Linked DNA regions of Mus musculus: region 1 is linked to region 2. A link is a contact called in public HiChIP or PLAC-seq data. All regions are on one chromosome and are shown on one strand. Each heading gives the region's core, a stretch centred on a gene start, on an enhancer-like site or on the middle of the called end of the contact. The rest is flanking DNA. Distances are from core to core; before and after follow the strand shown.

What was found. HiChIP or PLAC-seq counts read pairs in DNA pulled down with a chosen protein or histone mark.
Region 1: a contact with region 2 is called in an H3K4me3 HiChIP or PLAC-seq map of craniofacial prominence, with 4 times the contacts expected there. The contact joins the promoter of Prdm11 here to the enhancer-like site in region 2. A contact is called at or near these places in 10 of 39 promoter capture datasets (the 3T3-L1 cell line, the C10 cell line, cranial neural crest and 7 more), 6 of 484 Hi-C or Micro-C datasets (the BV-2 cell line, embryonic fibroblasts, embryonic stem cells and 2 more), 13 of 115 datasets of contacts at active chromatin or transcription factors (a beta-TC-6 cell line, craniofacial prominence, double positive thymocytes and 9 more) and 3 of 9 other capture datasets (adipose tissue, liver and pancreatic islet).

The regions. Positions count from the first base shown.
Region 1 is chr2:93,044,556-93,047,886 of GRCm38.p6, reverse strand. It overlaps Prdm11 (PR domain containing 11), which reads left to right and starts at 1,722. Exons shown (of 8, transcript NM_001368848.1): 1 at 1,722-1,908.
Region 2 is chr2:92,881,854-92,885,233 of GRCm38.p6, reverse strand. All of the region lies in intron 2 of Gm13791 (a long non-coding RNA gene), which reads left to right. Among named protein-coding and RNA genes, the nearest start is that of Syt13, 32 kb to the left of the region's middle. Within about 2 kb of position 1,738, at least 33 of the 459 cell types and tissues checked have an H3K27ac peak or open chromatin away from gene starts, as enhancers often do. A contact at or near this core is called in craniofacial prominence, where this site is marked.

The DNA.
Region 1 (3,331 bases), core at 473-2,972, 160 kb before region 2:
CCTTGCCTTGGCCACATGTCTCTAGGGGGGTCCCACGAGCCCTGCCAAATGGTTCAGACCGGAGGAAACTAGTCTCCAAGGTCTGCTCATCCTCCGGGCCATTGGCCATACCCTTCTTTTCCTGTGCCTCTTTGTGGTCTGTCTCAGTTTCTTCGTCCCACCCACTCTCTGCAGCAGGCACTAGTCACTGCAGGCCCTGTGCCAACCCCTGGGCACTTGGGTCTTCACTGTTTGCCTTCCTGGCATGTGGTCCTGTGGATTCCTGGCCCACCCCTGATGTTGTTTCATGTATGGTCTCTTCCCCTCATAAGGGACAAGTGGCTAATTCCTCAGCCTCTCTTCCTGAGCCTGCCCTCTCCCAGGTGTTAGTTAGAACTTGAGGTAGTCCTACAGACTTCTGACTGGGCTGGAGCCACAATGGGATACACAGATCCAGGTCTTCATCCATATCCCACACACGACCCGGTGCTTCAGAAAGCTACACTGTGGACACACAGCAAGCACCTAGCCATTTCCATAGCATTACAGCTGCTTCTGGGCTCTTTACATACACCCTCAGGGCTCACCCTAGAGCTGGCAGCTGGACCTTTACAGCTTTGCAAGAAGAGGAAACAGGGTCATAGCTACAGACACTCAAGGTCATACTGCAAGTGACAGACAAGGGAGCCGAAGAAGCGTTTATGTTACCAAGGTCAAGAGAAATAAGAGAAGTTGCCTCCTGTCCCAGCCCCCATCAGGTCTCCTAAGCAAAGCATCCTCAGGAGTACTTGACCTTGGAAAGCCCTCTGGGATCGCCCTGGTGGAAGCTCCTTTCCCTGGGTAATCGGCTCCCCTGAGGTGACACCTTCTTGGGACTATCTGGACCTTCCTGGACTACCTGGCACTGGGCAGGCCTTCCAAGATCTCTTACTCAGGTAGAATCCTTTTTGGCAACTTCCAGCCTAAGGTGAGGCCCTCCTTCGGCCAGGGAACCCACCCTGCAGCAGCCTCCCCTTGGGGTCATTACAAAGAAGGGCTTGGGGTAGGGTTGTTCTGGTTCCCTCTGACCACTCACACTTCCTTTAAACACCCCAGCCTTACTACATCCCTTCACTATCTTTCTTGCTGGGTGCCATTTTGCAGATGGATACAATGAGGCACTAGGCAAGTTAAGTTAGGACACAGTCCCGTTCCAGCTTTGTATTCAGATTTGGTACTGTACTTTGATCTGAACAGCAAGTGACACTCACCCTTTAGTCCCCACGTAAATAGTTAATTTTTCTCACAGGCCCCAGGGCCCTTTTCCCTTGGTGTTCTATGGGACGCATGTTACCCAACTTCAGTTGATACTTCCAAACGGCTGAGCAACCAAAGGGTTAAAGGGGCCCGGAAGAGGACCCTGTAAGGGTTAAAATTATAAACGCATTTATCGCCCTCTGACTATTTATTGGGTTGTAGACCGACAACGTCGAAGCCGGGCAGAGCCAGGAGGCACCCTCGGATGGGCTTGCGCAAACGCCACAACTTTCTAGCACGACCCCCAGAAAGTATCCCAGGCACAAAGTTGGCGCAGCCCGCTCCTCCTCCGCAGCGTCGCCCTCCCCGTGGGGCGCGCGGCGGGGACGCGCGAGCTCCCGCGCGGGGCCGGCTCGGGGGACGCGGGGCTCAGCGAGGCTCGGCTCCGGCCCCCTGAATTGGGGGGTCCGCGTCTGCCCCAAACGCCGCTTTCTTCCGTTTTCCATGTCATTTCCTGTACTAATAAGATGGTGGTCAAAGCAGGGGAGGAGAGCAGCAGCGAGTCGCCGCCGCGCTGCCGCTGGCGCTGAAACTTTGCCCGGCCGGGGACCCCGCGCGCGGCCGCCCCGTCCCGCCGCGTCCCGCCGCCCCGGCCCCGGCCCGGCTCGCCGCCCCGCGTGGGAGCCCGCGAAGGTGAGTGGGCCCGGTGGCCACCGTGGCCATGAACGTGAACATGGCTTCGGAAGACGCTGGGCGGCTCGCCAACCGGCGCGGGGGCCGCGGCGAAGAGCGCGCGGGGACACTGGGGAGCGGGGGCGCAGGCAGGCGACGGGGCACGGACCGGAGCACCGGAAGCGGGGCGGGTCTCAAGGTGGCCCGGGCCCGCAGGTCGTCGCCACCGCCCGACGCGGGCCTCGGGCGGCCCAGCCTCCGCCTCCTTCCTCCGCGCACTCGCCCGCCTTGTTCCACTGTAGCCTTTTCCTCGGCTCCGCCGCGCGCTGACGGACGCGGCCGCCGGCCAATGGGAGCGGCTGTTCGGGCCCGGCGTTCGCAAAGAGAGCGCGTAGACAGGGGGCAGGGCGGGGCGAGGGCGGGATGCAGCCGCTGGCCTAGTTGCAGGGACCCGGTCGCCGGTGCTTCGGGGCCGGGCTGGGGGGCTTAGGGACCGCATGCCTCTCTGTGACCTGCCGCGGGCCTGGGGCGGCAGAGGGAGGGCGTGCCTTTTATCTATTTTAAGTCTTGGTTGCAGCACGGACTCTTCGGGAATTCGCCCCTGAGTGTCGTCTCCACCCCCCACCTCCTCATTCCCGGTCCCCAAGGTACTATGTGATGCAGAAACTGCAGAAACTTGGTGGCCAATGACCTTCCTCTGTCAAGGCCAGCGTGCCCTAGGCAAGTCGCTGCAGGGACTACTGAGCAGCCTTGGGCTAATAAGGCAAAAAGTTGCTAGTGTCTTGAGCCCATCTGAGTTGGAGCTCAGACCCTTAGAATCAGTTGATGACCTAGAGAAGGAAAGTCTGTCTTTTGTTTTTTTTGACCATGGCTTCGTGTGGAGGACAGCCGTGGTCTGTGATTAAGAGTGATCAGAAAGAAGCACGCCCAGTCCTTTGTGCGTGGGGACTGCGAGCAGTGAAGGGAGCCTTCTTTTCATCTTGAGAACCCTATAAACTTTGGGAGTTTTGTCTATCTGAAGCAGAATAGTTTTCCATGAAGTGTGATTCCCGTGGCACCCCTGTCCCCCGAAGAGGAAGGCAGGGACTTTCCTAGGTCTTGGTTGATGGTGTAGGGTGTATGGGTCAGAAGTCCCATATCCCCCTCATCCCTGGGGAGCGGAGTATGGTCTCTGCTGGGAACCTTCTGGGCATATGGCCCAGACCCCCTGGTTTATTTAGTTTCTTGGAAAGGACATCTTCAGGATCCTTCCCACGGGGCTTTGGATTTTGCAGGGCTGTAGTTGATCTCTTCAAGGGGATTCTCCTTCCCTGCAGTGGGTCCAGTACAGCCTGTGTGGGAGTCAGCTGGGAGAGCATTGAGATAGGATCAATTAAGTACCTGGCCCAGGGTCAGACTCCTGGTTTCAGAATCTAGAGCTGTGATCCTGGGCGATGCTCTGTGA
Region 2 (3,380 bases), core at 489-2,988:
TACAAAACTTGTTTGAGGCAGAGCAAGAATGTGGCACATCTTGAAGCTGGAACAAGTTTGGTCAAGCTGGGAAATGCAGCCCAACAGGTCAGGGTACCCACCGTGGGGACCTGTGGAGAAAGGGTGACCAATGTTCCTACCTGGTTCTTGTTCTCATGTCATGGAAGTTCCCAAAGCTGGATCTCAGGTGCAGCCTCTGGATCGGTGGCATCTGCTCATGGCTATGCGCCTGACCTAGTGCTACCCAGGTAATGGGCTCGTATTGATGTCACAGTGAGATGAATGGTGGCTGCCATTGGTTTTGGACCTGGGACAAGGGACTGAGGTGAATATTTTACATATGAAAGCAGACCAGACCTCCAAGTTATGCCAGCATTGGCAGTCCGTACCCTGCCCCAACCCCAGAACTTTCCAGCCCAGGGCCTGGGCTGCCCTTCCCTCAGAGGTTCTTCCCTGTATAATCCAGACATTTTGGAGACTCAACAGAAACAGACTGAAAATTATAAATAAATAAATAAACAAACAAACAAATAAATAACAAAAAAAAGAAAAGAAAAGAAAAAAGGAAAGAAAGAAAAGATTTGGGCTTGTAGCGAACCAAGCATGCAGCAGCTTTTATTCTGCCATTATTAAACATTACAATAAGGATCATAGCAAATCTGTTTTAAAGTATGCAGGAGGTAGGGTGTTTGGGGGTCACATGCAGCTCTTTTACAAGGAGCTTGTGTGTCTCAGATTTTCGTATCTGAGGGTTCCTGGGAACACACCCACCCCAGGTCATGAGAGACAGTGGCACTCAGAGAAAGGGTCTTTGTACTGTAGTTAAGCATCTTACATGCAGATTACATTGGGTTATCTAGGTGGACCCTGTGACAAGTATCCTTACAAAAGCCATAGAAGAGGCAAGTGGTCCTGGAAGATGGAGAGGGAGGAGCCAGCAGTGACTGGAGATAGAGGGGGAGGAGCCAGCAGTGACTGGAGATGGAGGGAGAGGAGCCTGCAGTGACTGGAGATGGAGAGGGAGGAGCCAGCAGTGACTGGAGATGGAGAGGGAGGAGCCAACAGTGACTGGAGATGGAGGGAGAGGAGCCAGCAGTGACTGGAGATGGAGGGGGAGGAGCCTGCAGTGACTGGAGATGGAGAGGGAGGAGCCTGCAGTGACTGGAGATAGGAGGGAGAGGAGCCAGCAGTGAGTGGAGATGGAGGGGGAGGAGCCTGCAGCGACTGGAATTTCTGTACAGGATCTACCGGCTGCCAAGAGGCAAGGAAGGAACTCTGCCAAGCTCCCAGTGAGAAGTGACCCTCACACAGGATCTTGGGCTTTTAGTCTTAGCTCTGCCCTTGTTGGGATAGTAAGGACAAGCTGACAGACTCAAATTCAAGTCCCCACTAGGGCCTTTCAGGACCCTATAGCCTTTGCTAAATCGTTTTAACCTCCAGGGCTTTAAGTAGTAATAGGCGTGAACAAACTCAGGCTCGTGGTGAGGATGCTGAGAGATCATGTCCCCGTTCAGACGTATAAGACCGCGTTCCAGGCACCGCAGTTACCCTGCCTCTGGCTCCTTAAGCATCTTTCTCAGTCTCGATCTAGCCCCTCACACTCTTCCTTTTGGAGTTCTTGTCCCAGCTGCTGGAAAGCCTAGGTACCTTTCATCCTTTGGCCTGGCTGGGGTGGGGGTAGGGGGTGCGGAAATCGCTAGTGCTCAAGCTTCTTCCTGCCCTCTCCTCTCCGCAGCCCTCCCCACAGTCACTTCCCATTGTTCCTGCACTTTACCAGACTGCAAGCTCTGTTGGGGGCAACCACATCTGAGCTGGAATTGGCTTAACGAATATCTAATTAACATTTGTTGATTTCATGGTTCCCTATAACTGGCTCTAGGGAAGAAACCTGATCCTGTGGTATTCTGGTTTTGTTTTGTTTTATTAGAAAAATAAGGATGTTGGAAATAAGGGGTGTTCTTCCTCTCAAACTTCCATCCTGTTCAGCAAAGCTAAGAATCAGCGAGTCGAGGCTCTGCTCATGTGGCCTCTTGCTGCCCCCTGGTGGGCAAGATGATAAATGGCACCTCATCATTTTCCCTTGTCTGTTTTGTACTCTGTTAAGAACACACAAAAAGCCACCCACTGAAGCAGAATAAAGCCAAAGAAAGGACAATATTCAGCAGTCAAAAGACCATGCTTTCTTTTCCATGACATGCTGTGGGTCACAGAGTTGTTCCGCATATCAGGAATGGTGATGGAGGGCCTGAGGCCACCACCTTAAAACTCCTTGGGTGAATCTGGTCTTAGGGCGGCTGTGCACAGCCTGTGTTCTTATCTGTGAATTGGGCATAGAAAGCATCCACCTCACAGACGTTTCAAGACTAAATGTGGCAAGGCACCTGACCTGTGGGAAATCCTTAGCAAAGGTCGGTACCCTTCTGGGCTTTCAATACATTTTGCATGAAGAGGCAGCAGCCACAGACACGGGGTATTTAGTACTCAGGTCTAGTTTCTGTTGTCATAAAGTACCCTTAAAATGCCACTTAAAGGAGAAGAGGTAGAGTTTTAGCTCACAATTCCAAGTTGTAGACCATAATACCAGGGAAGTCAAGGCAGGAACTTGAGTCATCTTCACAGTCAAGAGCAGAGAGAGCGTGATGCATGTCTGCTTGTCCATGTTCAGCTCCTTCTTATGCTTATACAACTTAGGGCCCCCTGCCTAGGGAATGGTGCCACCCACAGTAAGCTGGATCTGTCCCACACCAACTCCTGAAATCAAGACAATCCCTCCCAGATGTTAGCATTTCCTCTAGGCTCCGCCCCACAGTTACCTAGCAACAGCCAGGTATATAAGCTTGGAGCCAGGCATACAAGGGCTGTTCAGGCTTCTTTCTCTCTCCATCTTCTCCCCCGCCCCCCTACCTATTCTCTCTCTCTACCTATTCTCTCTCTTTCTCCCTATGTGTCCCTGGATGGCCTCTTCCCTTCTTTCTCTCTCCTCTCTTTTTCAGTCCTTCCCTGTCCCCCATTCTCTGCCTCAACCCCCTTTCCCCAGGTCCCATATAAATTCCCTTTTATATTAAGCCTGTCCTGTGTCTGACTCTTCAGAGGGAACACTTTGGCATGGGCCCGCCCAGGCACTTCATTTCACCACACCACTGTATGTTTTATAAAACACAACAACACACAAAAACATTTATGCATGTACACACATGCACAGGTGCGTGCATGCACACACACACACACCAACCTAATCTAGACAATCCTTCACTAAGACTCTCTTCCCAGATAATTCTGCATTGTGTTAGGTTAAAAAACTAGCACTATAGCACAGAGAAACAAGGAAATGAATCTGGGAGCCTCTAAACAAGTAGAGTTCGTTTCTAACCGAGGTTCTT